Linked DNA regions of Acanthopagrus latus: region 2 is linked to region 1. Evidence: chromatin contacts called from public Hi-C data. All regions are on one chromosome and are shown on one strand. Each heading gives the region's core, a stretch centred on a gene start, on an enhancer-like site or on the middle of the called end of the contact. The rest is flanking DNA. Distances are from core to core; before and after follow the strand shown.

Region 1 (6,615 bases), core at 2,288-4,787:
TAAAAAGCTCGACCCTTGAGGCCAAAGGTAAACAGCTGGATGCCTGATTCAGTTATATGTGAAGAGTCTATCACTGCTGAAGACTTTGGAAACTATACAAAGTGCCAAATCAATTTGTGAGTTAAAGCGCTCATGGTACTCAAGTCAGGAATGAGATCTTGACACCATGCCTCTTTATGTACACACACACACACACACACACACACACACACACACACACACACACACACACACACAGTTTCACAAACACTCACACACACACACACACAGAAAACTTGCTGAGTCAGTTTTGTTTCAAAGGACTCGGATAAGTAACCATCATTGAGTCTGCATAATTAGGACGCCGTGTCATCTAAATTCAAAAAGCCCAGTTGCCCCGCTGGTTCATTTTTCCTCGGAGTCGAGCTCACCAAAATAGCCACTGTGAACATCAGCAGTATGAACACTGCAAGCACTGCTCACCCTCTTTGTTTTGCCCTAAAAACACTTTTTCTTCTTTTTAAATATGTGAAAAAAAGAACTCAGCTCAAGATGAATGACATTTGCGTTATTTCATGCTGTGGACACTTACGGAGCAGTGAGCAATTTTCTCAGTGTGTCTGTGCAGCGTATGTGACTTCTCATAGTTTAACAGGGAGGCGTAGAGGCCACAGTGAACAACAGTGACATGCACATTCATTTTTTCTTAATTTCTAAATAAAACTGACCCAAATGGCCATTCATCCAAACTTAAATGAGAAGATGGACAGTTTTGTTTTAATGCACGCTCTTAATGTGTTATGCAGTTAATAATTAGAATACATTACGACATTTTATTAGTTCTGAGAATATGATCATCTTGTGGTCCCTGTCACATGTTGAAATCTGACAACAACTGTGCTGTCATGTCATTAAATAAATGGTGTCAACTGTTGTTTTTTAACTAAAGATGTATGTCTGAATTTGCTTGTTGGTGCAAAATGTATTGACGTGTTTAAGGCATTAGTTATTGATTTAGCTGTGGTCTTCAGTGGGATAAAGGTCTCTGTGTTTACCGCTGATCCTGAAGCAGATGTTGTTACCCATCATCAGGGCCATCGTCTGCAAGATAAAGATAATATGGTGTGTGAATGCGCTCTACAGGACATTTCAGGAACTGCAACCCAATGGTTTTAGCAGATTTTTTTTTATTTTTTTTATACTGTATGTCTACAACCATTTTGCTCTCTAGGGGTTGCATTTAGGTCTTTTGCATTGCAAGAAAATAGCTTGAGGATTTAGCCACTGCCACAGGTTCTCTTGATTGTCATAAACATTTTATCCTATCAGATGCAGAATCCTTCCTCATAACCTACCAACATGCTTCAAAACCCAGTGATCAAAGTTTGGACTGAGCAAATGTAAGGGTTACACCTACTACGTTTCAATCTTGTTTTAAACTTTCAGCTAGACGCTTTTCTTGTCACCCGGCTCTTTGCGCTTCAAACTTGCTACTAAGTCTATTCTGTTTAATCATAATGTCAAAATGTCAGTGGACTCAACCTAAAGGTGACACACCTGCACTATGCTGTGTCAGTGATGGTGCAGAGCTGCACAGTTGGGTGACAGATAAACAGGCCCAATCACAGCCTACCTATATCAGTCAGGATGAATACAATAATTCTTAAAAAGTGTTATCTGACTATTGTATCTTTTCTACTGAAACTACTCAAAGTACACACATGTGAATTAAATATGATGAGAACTGCTAATAGATATAGATAAAATGACCCATGAGTTGTGTCGGAGGGGTGTTTTGTGTGTTTTGTGTATCTAAAACAAATTGAAGTTGTTCAGTGATTTAAACTGTCAAGTTCTAATAATGGATTAGTGTGTCAAAAATATGAGACACATTTGATATGTCACCCTCTCAAATTTCAGGCTTCATATCCATATATTCATATATATGTCATGTTGTCATGTTCATGTTCTGATACTGGCCTACTCACTGGCCCTTCAGATACTCTTCGGGGTCTGACAGCAGGAGGTCTGCTGAGAGTGGTTCAGTGAACATCTCAGTCCCTCTTTAAATTGACAGACATCAGGATGTTGACCACATTTCTCCTGCTGACTCCATCATCTCTAAATAAACCAACTTTAATGTCTATTGTCAGAGAGTTTGTAGTTATGTTACTTTCAGCTTATGACATCTTCATATCACCTTTGCTACTTTTGAAGTCTTAGTCAGGACTTACTGCCTTATTTGAGTGAAACACAGGTTATTGTCTGTCTCTCTCCTCTCATCCTGTGGTCAGACATCCTTCTCATCTGCTCGGGAGAAATCAAGGAAACTGAGAAAACATCAAAGCACAACAAATGTGTGTGAAATCATCCAGTCGTCATGCCAGCATTCGATTGTAGCAGGTCTATATAAACTGCGGGTTTACAGGACATTTCTTCAGGCCCACACTTCAACTTCCACTGACACAGCCATGAAAACATGAGAGAGAAGCACTAACAACAACTGGACTCGATCAGCTCGTCAGAGACAGTACTTTCCACAGTATTTTTCTGAGACACAATATACCAACCAAAAGAAATGGAGTACTCTAGCGAGCACCACACAGACATGTCTCGGCAGAGACTTCTCCAAGAGCTCGAAGAAACCAAAGAGCAGCTGAAAAGCAGAAAGCCCAGAAAAAAATGTACATCAACAAGAGGAAAGAAGCCACCAGAGAGCTGGAGCGACTGAGAAAGTACAGCGATGATGAAACTCTCAGCAACACAAAGATATTTACTCAGGTAAGAGATAACACCAGGCAGAGGAAGAAAAAGGACCTTCATAAAGACTATGAAGAGCTCCAAGTTGTCCATTTAATCAGTGAGAAGTATCAAGCTGAGCTCCAGGTGGAGAAGGACAAGAACAATGTTCTTCAAAAACAACTGGATCAGATCAGCAATGAGATCAGACTCAGGTATTTATTATAAATGGCAAAAAATATGTACATACAATGACAGTTACTGTGTAGTATGCTCATCTTTATACTTATCTTATCTCATCATAGGTATGAAACTGATATCATCACTGTGAGACAGCAGTCTGAAACTGCAGCAGGACCAATAGACAGAAGTCAACACTCACAGGGACACAATGTCCAAAGCCTTGCAGGTGGTTACCAACCTGAGGGCAGAGCAGGGTGACCTCAGTAATCTCCAGCAAAACACCCTGGAGAAGGAGGAACATTGAGAGAGACAACAGGAGGAGCTGAAAACCTAGCTTGTTGTTCAGATCTCTCTCAACCCTGAGCTCTCCACAGAGCTTAAGGCCTTGAACAGACGCTGGACTCTGAGGAGAAGCTGTGTGAGCAGGACTCAAGTCTCTGGGTGATTTTCCTCAGAGACTTGAGTCCATCACTGTCTGGGGATTGAGGAAACCAAAGAAGTGGAGGAAGTAAGACGGCTTCAACAACTCAAGCTGTCACATTCGCCATCAAACATCAGCACCAAGAACTTCTCTACTTTTTTGGGGGGGGCAGTATATCACCGTTACCTCCAACAGCAGCCCAAATATATCGGCCTACACGCGTCCATAAAGTGGTGTTGGCTGCAATGCGCTCCCGTGCGGTAGGTGGCAGTATGCGGCTCAGATTTCTACTAGCTTGCGTAACGTTGAGAGGACGCGGACGAAGAAGGGCATCATAACAACAATAATGACAAGTGAAGGGAAATAAGGTGAGTGAACACACATCAGTTTTTTCTCATTAATTAAACACTAAAGTGCTCCACATTTAAGAATGGCGCTGACACAGTTCATGAAAACGTGACCCGACGTGCAGCGGAGTGATACACGAGGGGACGACCTCATTTATTTGGTTGTAGCTAGTAGCCTAGCATCACACATGACCTACGTTACAGCATCACCTCGGGGTTTTAAACGCTGTTCTTCAGCTCAAATAAAGACAAGCTGTATGGTAGCTGTTTGAAGGTGTGTGCTTCAGCCGTAGCAATGATACTCGTAGTTGTTTTCCCTTCAACACAGCCCTGTTAACAGGTCCCAAAGCATCACTTGTGTGCCAGTAGGAGGGATTGACCTGTGCACACTGTTTAAAATGCAGAGGAAAGGTCGGATTGACAAAGCTGCTTAAACAAATCTTCAACAAAGAATTTAGTTTCGTAAAACCGACACACCTATCTGTGGTAGACTAACCAGTCTGAGAGCACAACCCACAAATAAATACCATCACTATCCCACTTCCATCTGCTTTCCTCATTGTGAAGAAGTAAGCTTTGTGTTATCAACTGTGTTATGATATGTAAGATGTTAACCACGCAATATTTGGAGACAGGCAAATGGTTTTTTTTTCTTGTAACCTCGTGATTTGTTAAAATCCTTTTTGTTACACTGTCCCAATTATTTTCTGTTCCCCTCTTTGCCCTAAGGAACTTTAATCTGGCTGTAGCAGTGGAGAGCAAAGAGAAGTTTGACATTATGGAGGCTGTGGTTGACTTTCTCAACATGTTCCATGTCAACGCCAGTGGGTTCTCCGTGACGCTCAGCCTCTTCCTCATCTTTCTGGGTCTTCTCTACTGGTGAGTAAATGGTTTGAATCCTAGTCTGTCTGTGATGCTGCAGCTCGTGCCAAACACAAAGCATATGCAGCAAGCCCTTACAGACAGTCAGTGCACTCAATCAGTCGACACTATCTGATGTTTTAAGGCTTTGAAGCGCTGACGTTTCTGATTGCATTATTTTGGGAAGCTCTTGAAGGAGGACCTTAAAAATATTCTAGTCCAGACAGATAACAAACTAACAAGTTGATCATGCTGCTTTGTTTGCTCAAACAAACACCAGTCAACATGCAAGATTTGATGGGGTGATTGGGCAAAAGACTGTATTAATTAAACAAAGGGTGGAAACAAAATATTTTTCATTCTCTTTGCTTTTTTTTTCTGTTTTCTAGGTATTCAGTTTACCCCTTTTCAGTCCTTTCTCGATGTGGCATCAAACATCCAAAGCCAATACCTTTCTACGGAAACATATTCATGTTTCGCCAGGTAAGACAGAAACACTCTTTAGTTAAGACAAATATATATTTTTTATGCACATATAACATCAAATAATGATTTTGCAGGTTTTATGGTATTTGGATGTGTCTCTGTATAGCATGTGATTTAATTAATACTCAGCCGATCAGTCTCGGTGGCCCTGCCCCTGTAGGTCTCAAGAAGCATCTAGAAAACCAGCAGAATTCATCACCTTCCTTTGGGGCGTGTTAGCTGATGTCTCACTCAGTAAGGATTGGGCTTGTAGTTCTGCAGTTTGTTTGAGATGGCCTGATAATTCCCTCACAGACTAGATTCTGGGTATTATTCCCTCTTCTACCAGCATTGGCTTGCCTAACCAGTGACCTCTAGTGGCCTGGCAGGGTTTTGATCAACATTCACAACTGACATCACCTTTCTTTGCAGGGTTTTTTCAAACCTATGACTGAACTCATAAAGACACATGGCAGAGTTTGTGGGTAAGTAGAAAAAGTAACTTCTACATCAGTATCAGCACACTGGAAAATTCAGTGAATTCTTGCTTGTAAGAAAAGCTGTTAGAAGCACAAGGGTCTTCGATCTGACTCTCCCTGATGTGTTTCAGGTATTATTTGGCCCGCAGACCAGTGGTGGTGGTAGCAGACCCTGACATGCTGAGACAAATTATGGTCAGGGACTTCAGCAGCTTTCCAAACAGAATGGTGAGCACATTTGCCAGTGCAGGCACATGTACACCATGTATTCACATGTGATTCTGAAATAAACTTCAATGAGCTGATCTGTACTCTCCTCTCTCGCTCTCTGTGCAGACTATACGCTTTGCCACCAAGCCCATGAGCGACTGTCTGCTCATGTTGAGGAACGAACACTGGAAGAGAGTACGGAGCATCCTGACCCCGTCATTCAGTGCTGCCAAGATGAAGGAGGTGAGTTAAGCGCCATTTAGCTATCAAAAGGGAGTTGGACACGGCCCACACGCACCATGCACCAAAGATTGTTTGAATAGGCCCTTTCCTGTCTTACTGTCAACACTTTCGCACACACTCAGCCAGGAGTAACTTAAAATATTCATCCCTGCAGTGTTTACTGCATGTTTGCTTTAAAAGCGCACCACACGTTCATCTTTTATTTACATCTTAGAGCAGTTAGTGTCCATCCACTGTTTGTATTTACTGGTATTTTGATCTACAAAGGCTTTTTGCCAGCTGTAAAGTGTTAGGATGCTTTATTTGTTTGTTTGTTTGACCTTTTCCTAATTGTTGTGGTGGCAGATTGATGTGTGTCTTCCCTGTTACTGTCTCTTATGTTTTCCTGTAGATGGTTCCGCTCATCAACACAGCCACCGATGCCCTGATGAACAACTTGAATGTTTATGCTGAGTCGGGAGAGGCCTTTGACATCCACAAGTAATCACACGCACAATGAACATATGTTATTAGAATTACGGTGTCCTTTTCTGTCCTCTGTTATATTTCTTTTGTGTACTTGTTCCTGCAGGTGTTTTGGCTGCTTCACCATGGATGTCATCGCCAGTGTGGCATTCGCAACACAGGTGGACTCGCAGAACAACCCTGACGACCCGTTCGTCCGCCACGCACAGATGTTCTTCTCCTT
Region 2 (7,232 bases), core at 4,313-6,812, 140 kb before region 1:
CGAGTATGACCAGGTAATGGCAGGCAACTGGAAAAAATTTGGTAAATGAAACCTTATATTACAATAGCTGACTGTTTACTAATGCGGATGTGTGAATGTGAAATTGTGAAAGATAATTATGGATACTGATAAGAAATTGGAGCAATAACAAGTACAACAAAAAAGAAAAGATGCTGTCTTAAATATGTCCATCTGCTCTCCCTGACCTATGCTTGACCAGCACAACCAAGTAATGCTGGGGATAGGCCAGTCAGTAGACAGGCCGGGTCAGTCACTGGCTGCTTCCCAATAGATCTTTCTGGTCAAGCTGCAGGCCTGGTGAGAGCAAAAGTACCCACTGTTTGGCTCTTGATAGGTTCTACCCATTGATCTGCAACTGGCTCCCAGCTCTAATGAATAATGAATAGCCATATTGTCATCCCACACAGATCACATTTCACGTGGCAACGGACTGCACTGGTAATTAGCCAGGACTTTGCTGGCCTGCAGCTTGCTGTGCTAAACTTGCCAGCCACTGCAGTGCAGAGAGAAAAACTGCTGAAGTGAAACTGCAAAGGGCACTTTATGATATCACGTATAAAGTTTATAATTATATCCTCCATGTTTGAACAGATCTTTCATTGTAGATCTAGGGTATATAGATGGAAGTATTTCATCTACAGATATTGAGCAGAGGGCCAGAAATACAGAGAAAAGCGGGGAAGAAAGACAGAGGAAAATTACTGTATGATGTTGGGTCTGGAGGAACAATTATACGTAGGTCGCTATGCTCTATTTGACCTAGAAACTATAAAGTGTGCTTTTCTGAGTATGTTAGAGGAAAGCTGTGTGACTGGTGATTTCACTGTTGAAACAGACCATGGAAACACAGTTGTCATTCTGTGATTTAAGCACTGATCTAAACTGTATATGTGGAAATAAGATGAACATCTCCTGCCATACAACAACTTAACATTTTGGGGCAAGAGTTAAGAGTTTTAGCCTCACAGAATTAAATATTTAGCTATGACAACACAGTAACACACTACTTTAAAAAGCCCCTCTAGTGCAACAGGCAATAATGTCCAAGCTGACACAGTGTTTCTTCTTAGCTTAGCCTAACTTAGCTCTGTACATATCATTTGATTCAACAAACAGGTCCTACTTTATGCCTCAATTTCACTTTATGTTAGAAGATGCTTAGTAAATCTTAAACAGTCATATCAAAACTTCATTTCCCGACATGTATTGTCTAAAATAAAATAACTTTGTGTTTCAATACAGCAGACAGCTGAAAATATCAGTCAGAATTACTTAAATTCAGCTCTGTTCAGTTCTGTTCTTACAATGGAACGAACAAAAAATTGTAACCAGAGCAGCGATAACTCTACCCCTCAATGTTTCAACAAGGATCAAAGATGGCCCAGTAAATCTGACATTAAAGGGGCTCTGTGGAACTTCTGTGTTGTGCTGGAAGCCAGTCGTTAGTTTGTTTGAGGCCTCCATATCTAAACTAACATTAGCGCTGAGAGAGGCACTAAGATGAGACGTTCAGGAATTTGTATAAAGTCACAACCTTTGGATGGTCGGGGAAAATCAAACCCGAGTCCTGCACAAACAATCCACAGTCCAGCAGCATCAAATAAATTGTCCACAGGCTTTTACTGGCAACCAAGAGAGATGGTCTCATTCTCTACGTCATGTTACAATGTGCTCACATATGGCCAATAAAAAAGTAACACATGTAAATTGCTACAAATTGTTACATTGAGCCCATCTAAGGCTGTTAAGATTAGCTAATTAGAACTAATAAAATCCTCCACTCATTCACTTGTTTCATACATTCCTTAGACAAAACAGTCTGCTGTTAAGGAGCTTATAATAGTGCTTCAATTTAGTAACATAAGCAAAGCCTGGTTAAATATTGTATTTACATGACAAGTTATGGCATTTGTCTTTGCTTATCTAACTTGTAAAAATGAACACTGGTGTTGCAGTGATGTGTAATTTTAACGTATGCTGACGTGTAATGGCCAACATACTGTGAGAGAAGTGTGCTAACTTTATCATGCGGCAGGCTTTTTATGTACAGTAGTGCAGCAAGGTCTACATGGCAAGGCTTACTGTACTAATTACTACTGCTGCACACCTGACTTACAGTAGACATTTGTCCAGCTGTTATATGTAAGACTTTGCAAAGAACTGACTGATTTTAATAATGCAAGATTTTTTCTAAAAAAACAAAAAAAAACAACTTTTCCATGATGCTCCCATTATGCAAATAATCACATTCCTATAGTTTGCAGTCTACCACAGGACTACTGCCCAGAAAACATCTTCCTGGAAGAGTTCAAAGAACCTGATAAATCCCGAGTCCAAAGAAAGTATTCCTTACGCTGTATTTTGTCAACACCAGGTCACTAGTCAGACAAAATATAAAATATGACTTGGGTTCTCTTTCTACAACCCCCTACATGCATTAGGGGAAAGCTGATGAAAGTAGGTAACCCACATTATTATTCAACAAACTTTAAAAGGCTGTGAATCTTATGCTTAAAGTGCGAGTTTAAGATTTACTGTTGTCCTGCGCAAGGCTTTCACCCTGGCATTTACAACATAATCCCATAACAATGTAATATCATGACTTGTTGGCTGCTCTGTAAACATGTTCATTTCATGGGGCAATGTGTGGGGGAGGGGTCTTGGTGGGATCATGTCACTATCCATAAAAGTAAGCCCGGGGAAAACACCCATCAAGTGGACGGATTTAAACCCTTTCTCTTTCTCTAATTACTGGAAATTGGTTTACCGCTCCTGTCTGTGTACTGAAGGGATAGAGCCACTTCATCTCCTGTGAAAATCCAGAATCAAACATTTGAGTATCATTATTATGAATAGCACAACTATTCAAGGTCACACAGCTGCCATGACTGTTTACTTGAAAATCATCAAAGTTAATGCTCATCAGATAGAGACACATTGGTTTCAACACTACATACACAACTAAACTAAAGGCAAAACAAACAGAGGTTGCACTATTTGTGTCAATGTCATCCATCACATCAGTTTGTCCCTTTGAGTAGATGAACAGCTTTAAATAGAAGAATTTGGCAACCATGGCCTAAAACTTAGGGCAGCAAGATTATGATGGAAGGTTGCTGGTTAGGTTGGCCTTGAGCAAGGCACATCATGACCTCAAATGCTCCCGTGCAGCTGCTCACTTGCTCACAAACAAGTCTGTGGTTGTACTAAGCATCTCCTAGATCTGACTGTGTGTGAAGTGCTGCTGAAAATGTGGTTTCAAGCTCAGAAAATGTACTCTAGGTCAAAGGTCGAGGGAAAAAAATGAGGCAGTTGAGGCTTTTTTAGGAAGTTTGGTAGACAAGCAGCTTAGGCAATGGATAGATGGCTCTAGGCCTCTGATTTCTCTCTAGCTCAGGCATCAAGAGGAAAGTAACCATTACCAGAATAATCCATCAAGACAAAGATCATGATAACCTTGGTTACAACCTAGGGTGGATCTTGGATGCCATTATGACATTTGTCTGCAGTGAAATAAGAGGTTTTTAATGTTGACATTTGGTTAAGTGCAATTTTTACACCTATTCATTATGCTTGACTGATAAACACCATAAAGACATGGGTTGAGTTACCATATTTTGACCTTACTCTTTTACATGAACTATATTCACTTTTTTTGACTCTTATACTAAATTTGACCAACTGAATCTGTATTTTTACTTCAAAATTGGTTTATCCTAAGTGCCACTTGAACTGAACTTGGTGGCTATCACTTGTCAATACCTCTCTTCAAAGCTGAGTGAACGTTGAACAAGACACTAGAATGTTTCAGTTACATAACACAAGGTACAAATTAGTGGATCATGTTGTGTGAGTCAGCGAAAGGTGCTCTCTTACCTGCAACAGGTGAGTCCGCTGCTATCACCGTTACCAACACCGTCATCCCCAGGAACACTGCATGCTGGCCATGGGCATGCATAAGAGCCTTGAACATCACCATTAAACCCACAGAGGAGACTAAACCTGCCATGGTATGGTGGGTGTTAGGTCAAGGCATTTCACCCAGTTAAGGAGAGAGGATTCATTCCAAAGAGAAAACTCGAGGTTCGGGTTATTTCAGGTTGCCTGTGTTGGTCTTCTTTAGTTTAAGGCCCCTCCTTCCATAACATGTGCTCGTGATGAAGAATAGCTGTTGAACACAAAAGAACAACACTGTGACCCTCAAAACAGAGCAACTGCTTGCATTTGCTGACACTACTTGACCATCACTCCATTAATCAGCCATTCACTGGAAACAACAAATACTGCACTGGAGAGCACATAAGCACATGCTCTATTAATATTACGCCAAAACACACAATACACCTTTCATCTGAAATTAAAGAAGAGGCTGATTTGAGCAAAGGAAAGTTGGGTCACTTCTAATTGGAAATAATCTGTTTCAATTTGCAATTTCATTGCTAGGTAATCAACTTCATTTGGCTTTATCTATGCACCTACCCCTATCTATGTTATTAAGATGGATTTGTTTTATTTTGTATTAAAAAAAAACAAAACAATGATTTTGGTGCGTTCAATGTCATCATGTCTGACGCGCAATAAAGGCTACATCTCTCCACATGAAATAGGATATCATAGGGAAAAACAACTTCATATCCCATGTTGAAATAAATAACAGCACTAGGGGCATGAACACATGCTCGTCTAATGCTTTCATAGTGTGAGAGGAAACATTTCATGCACATGGCTAACCAGGTCATTAGAACTTAACGGTAATGTTAGTCAAACAAACACATGTGAGGCATCACCATCCCATCAACAGCTAGATAAACTACCCAGCTATGACTCCACATAGGCGGATAATAGGTGTAACGTGGTGAATAAGGCATAATAGGACGCCGAGCACAGACTTCATCCCCCGGCTGTATGGCTAGCTCTCAGTCGCTGTCTCTCGAAGCGTCTCATGATGGTACAGTACAGTCTCTTGTCCTACATCCCGTCCCGTTACTTTCAAGTTTCACGGTCATGTGGCTCTTCACACGGCGAGACAAAGCACTTTACACCTCTCATTTGAGCGCCACAGCAACATACTCAAAACAGGTTAGCTAACACACTTGGGTATCATTTCCCAAAGCTAGCTCCGAGTGCACAGATAACGGCAGTTTTCTCTCCTTTTCCCCTCAGCCATTCCTGTCAGCCTGCTCATAGCTGCGCATTCAGACTTACCAAAAAAAAAAAAAAAAAAAAGGAGCTCCGACTCTATTAGTTCCTTTGTCTGGGTGACGAGAACATATCCTTGGATGAAATAAAAACACTGTCCTTGTTTTCGTCTTCAACCTTCATGAAACCACCTGCCTGCTTTTGAAGTGATTTCAGTGTAAACGCTCTGCGCACGAGCTGGTAGCTGGCTCCATCTGACACTCTTTTGGTAACAGTTACCTTCTCTCGTCCTGAGGATTGGGTTAGTCCCGCCCCCCGGCTGATCTGATTAGCCTCTAATGTATCGAAAGCCGCTCTCACTGGCTGCAGCGCCCCTCCGTCAAAGTGGGGTTTAAAAATTAGGTTGGCCCTCCTCGGCTGGCGTCTGCGGCTTCCACGGCAACGTTGCCTCATGCGATGATGCACTCGGCTCAGCAAGGTATAGCCGTGGATGGATATATCACCGTCAGCCTGTTTTATTGGCTGGGTGCATTGTAGCGTCTTGCCATGCTGAGGGAAATCATTCAACTTATCAAACTGACACTGGGCTTTTCTTTGGTCTAGGCTTGGCTAATGGCTGGTGCGCTTCTCTGCCTTTTTTATTTTTGCAGTCTCATCAACATTATATAAGCCTATTTAAGCGCAATGTTTACACTTATCATCTGACAAGCCACAGAAAGGATGTGCACTTAGTTTATATGCGTAATGCATGATTTCTGTCGGGAAGTAAAGGCTCCGAATCGCAAAGAGCCGGAGATGGAGCTCCCCTGGTGCATGATTTAAACATCGTTTGTGTGGTTGAAAATAAATGAAGATGATCAGCATAACCTAATCACGTCAGTGCCAGTTTGCATGCATCAACACTTTGGTGCACATCGCCACCTAGTGGCAGTGTGACATGATGACGTTGCTGATGTTAATGATGCAGGATAAGTTTGATTTATCTTATTAACCCCTTATAAACATTTAACAGGTATTGTGTCATGATAAAAATTAAATCCTGAAACTCTGATGTTGCTATGTATAGCTTAAATAAATTAGTTCTATTTTTCATTGTAGCGGCAGGTAAACAAAATGTTGCTTGATTTATGCCTTCAGCTCTATCTAGCTGTAAAATCTGAATTCAGATCTGAAAATATACTTATACTTATACTTATACTTATATATGTGCGTTCAATGTCGCTATGTCTCACACAAAACATAGCCTACATCTCTCCACTAAAGAAAAATATTATACATATCATGTAACTAGTAATTATGATGACCTAGCCACTGTATTTATGTACAATGCTAAGGTGCTTCTACTAACACTCACGTGTTAGTTATTAACTCATGCTTCTGTATTCATAGTCATATAAGGCAAAGAATGATTTTTTTTTTTTTTTTTTTTAATCCCAGTGTATTTATCATAGTTCTAGCCACTGCATGGCTTAATTACCCTCCAGGATCTGAAACTACCTATTGGTTTAGTGGATATAATACCTCTACCTTGAGCAACAATTACAATACAATGCATGCATAATGTATTAGTAATGACATTAGTAATCAGATTTGCTATGTATCTGTATCATGTCTACATTTACTTTTCATACTTTACACAATGCTGTGTCTGTGGATGTGTCCTTTGTAGTTATGTATTCTTAATTTGCGTTTTTAACATAGCAGAATTTCTGTCTCTTTCCATTTTTTTTCTGCTTCCTTTTTCTAGATTCAGTGTCTTGCTCAGTGCCACTTGAAGAAGGCTTACGAGCAGTGAGGGACGGTTTCCTTGACCTCCCTTGAACATGCTTCAGATGACTCTATGAAATAAGTCCAATTCGGTCCCGAAGTATAGTAACTTCCACTCTTTAGCTGCTACACAACCATGGTCTACCAACACAGTTGTTATCACTTAATGTACCTGTTCACCTGTTACCTTTGTTAGCTTAATCACTGTAATAGATAAATTCACATTTAGGGCATTTTAGCAGACACTTGTCCACAGCGACTTACATAGATTCACACACTGATCACACACAAGATGCCAACCAGCA

What was found. A called contact is a pair of places that touch in the nucleus more often than the background predicts.
Region 2: a Hi-C map of muscle shows a contact between it and region 1, with 4 times the contacts expected there. The contact joins the promoter of si:ch211-1e14.1 here to the promoter of tbxas1 in region 1. A contact is called at or near these places in 2 of 4 Hi-C or Micro-C datasets (liver and muscle).

The regions. Positions count from the first base shown.
Region 1 is chr8:21,218,781-21,225,395 of fAcaLat1.1, reverse strand. tbxas1 (thromboxane-A synthase) reads left to right here and starts at 3,537. Exons shown (of 14, transcript XM_037105959.1): 1 at 3,537-3,690; 2 at 4,399-4,548; 3 at 4,920-5,013; 4 at 5,428-5,480; 5 at 5,606-5,702; 6 at 5,811-5,927; 7 at 6,319-6,407; 8 at 6,499-6,615. The coding sequence starts at 4,448.
Region 2 is chr8:21,363,124-21,370,355 of fAcaLat1.1, reverse strand. si:ch211-1e14.1 (UPF0606 protein KIAA1549) reads right to left here and starts at 5,562. Exons shown (of 25, transcript XR_005076625.1): 1 at 5,227-5,562; 2 at 3,898-4,189.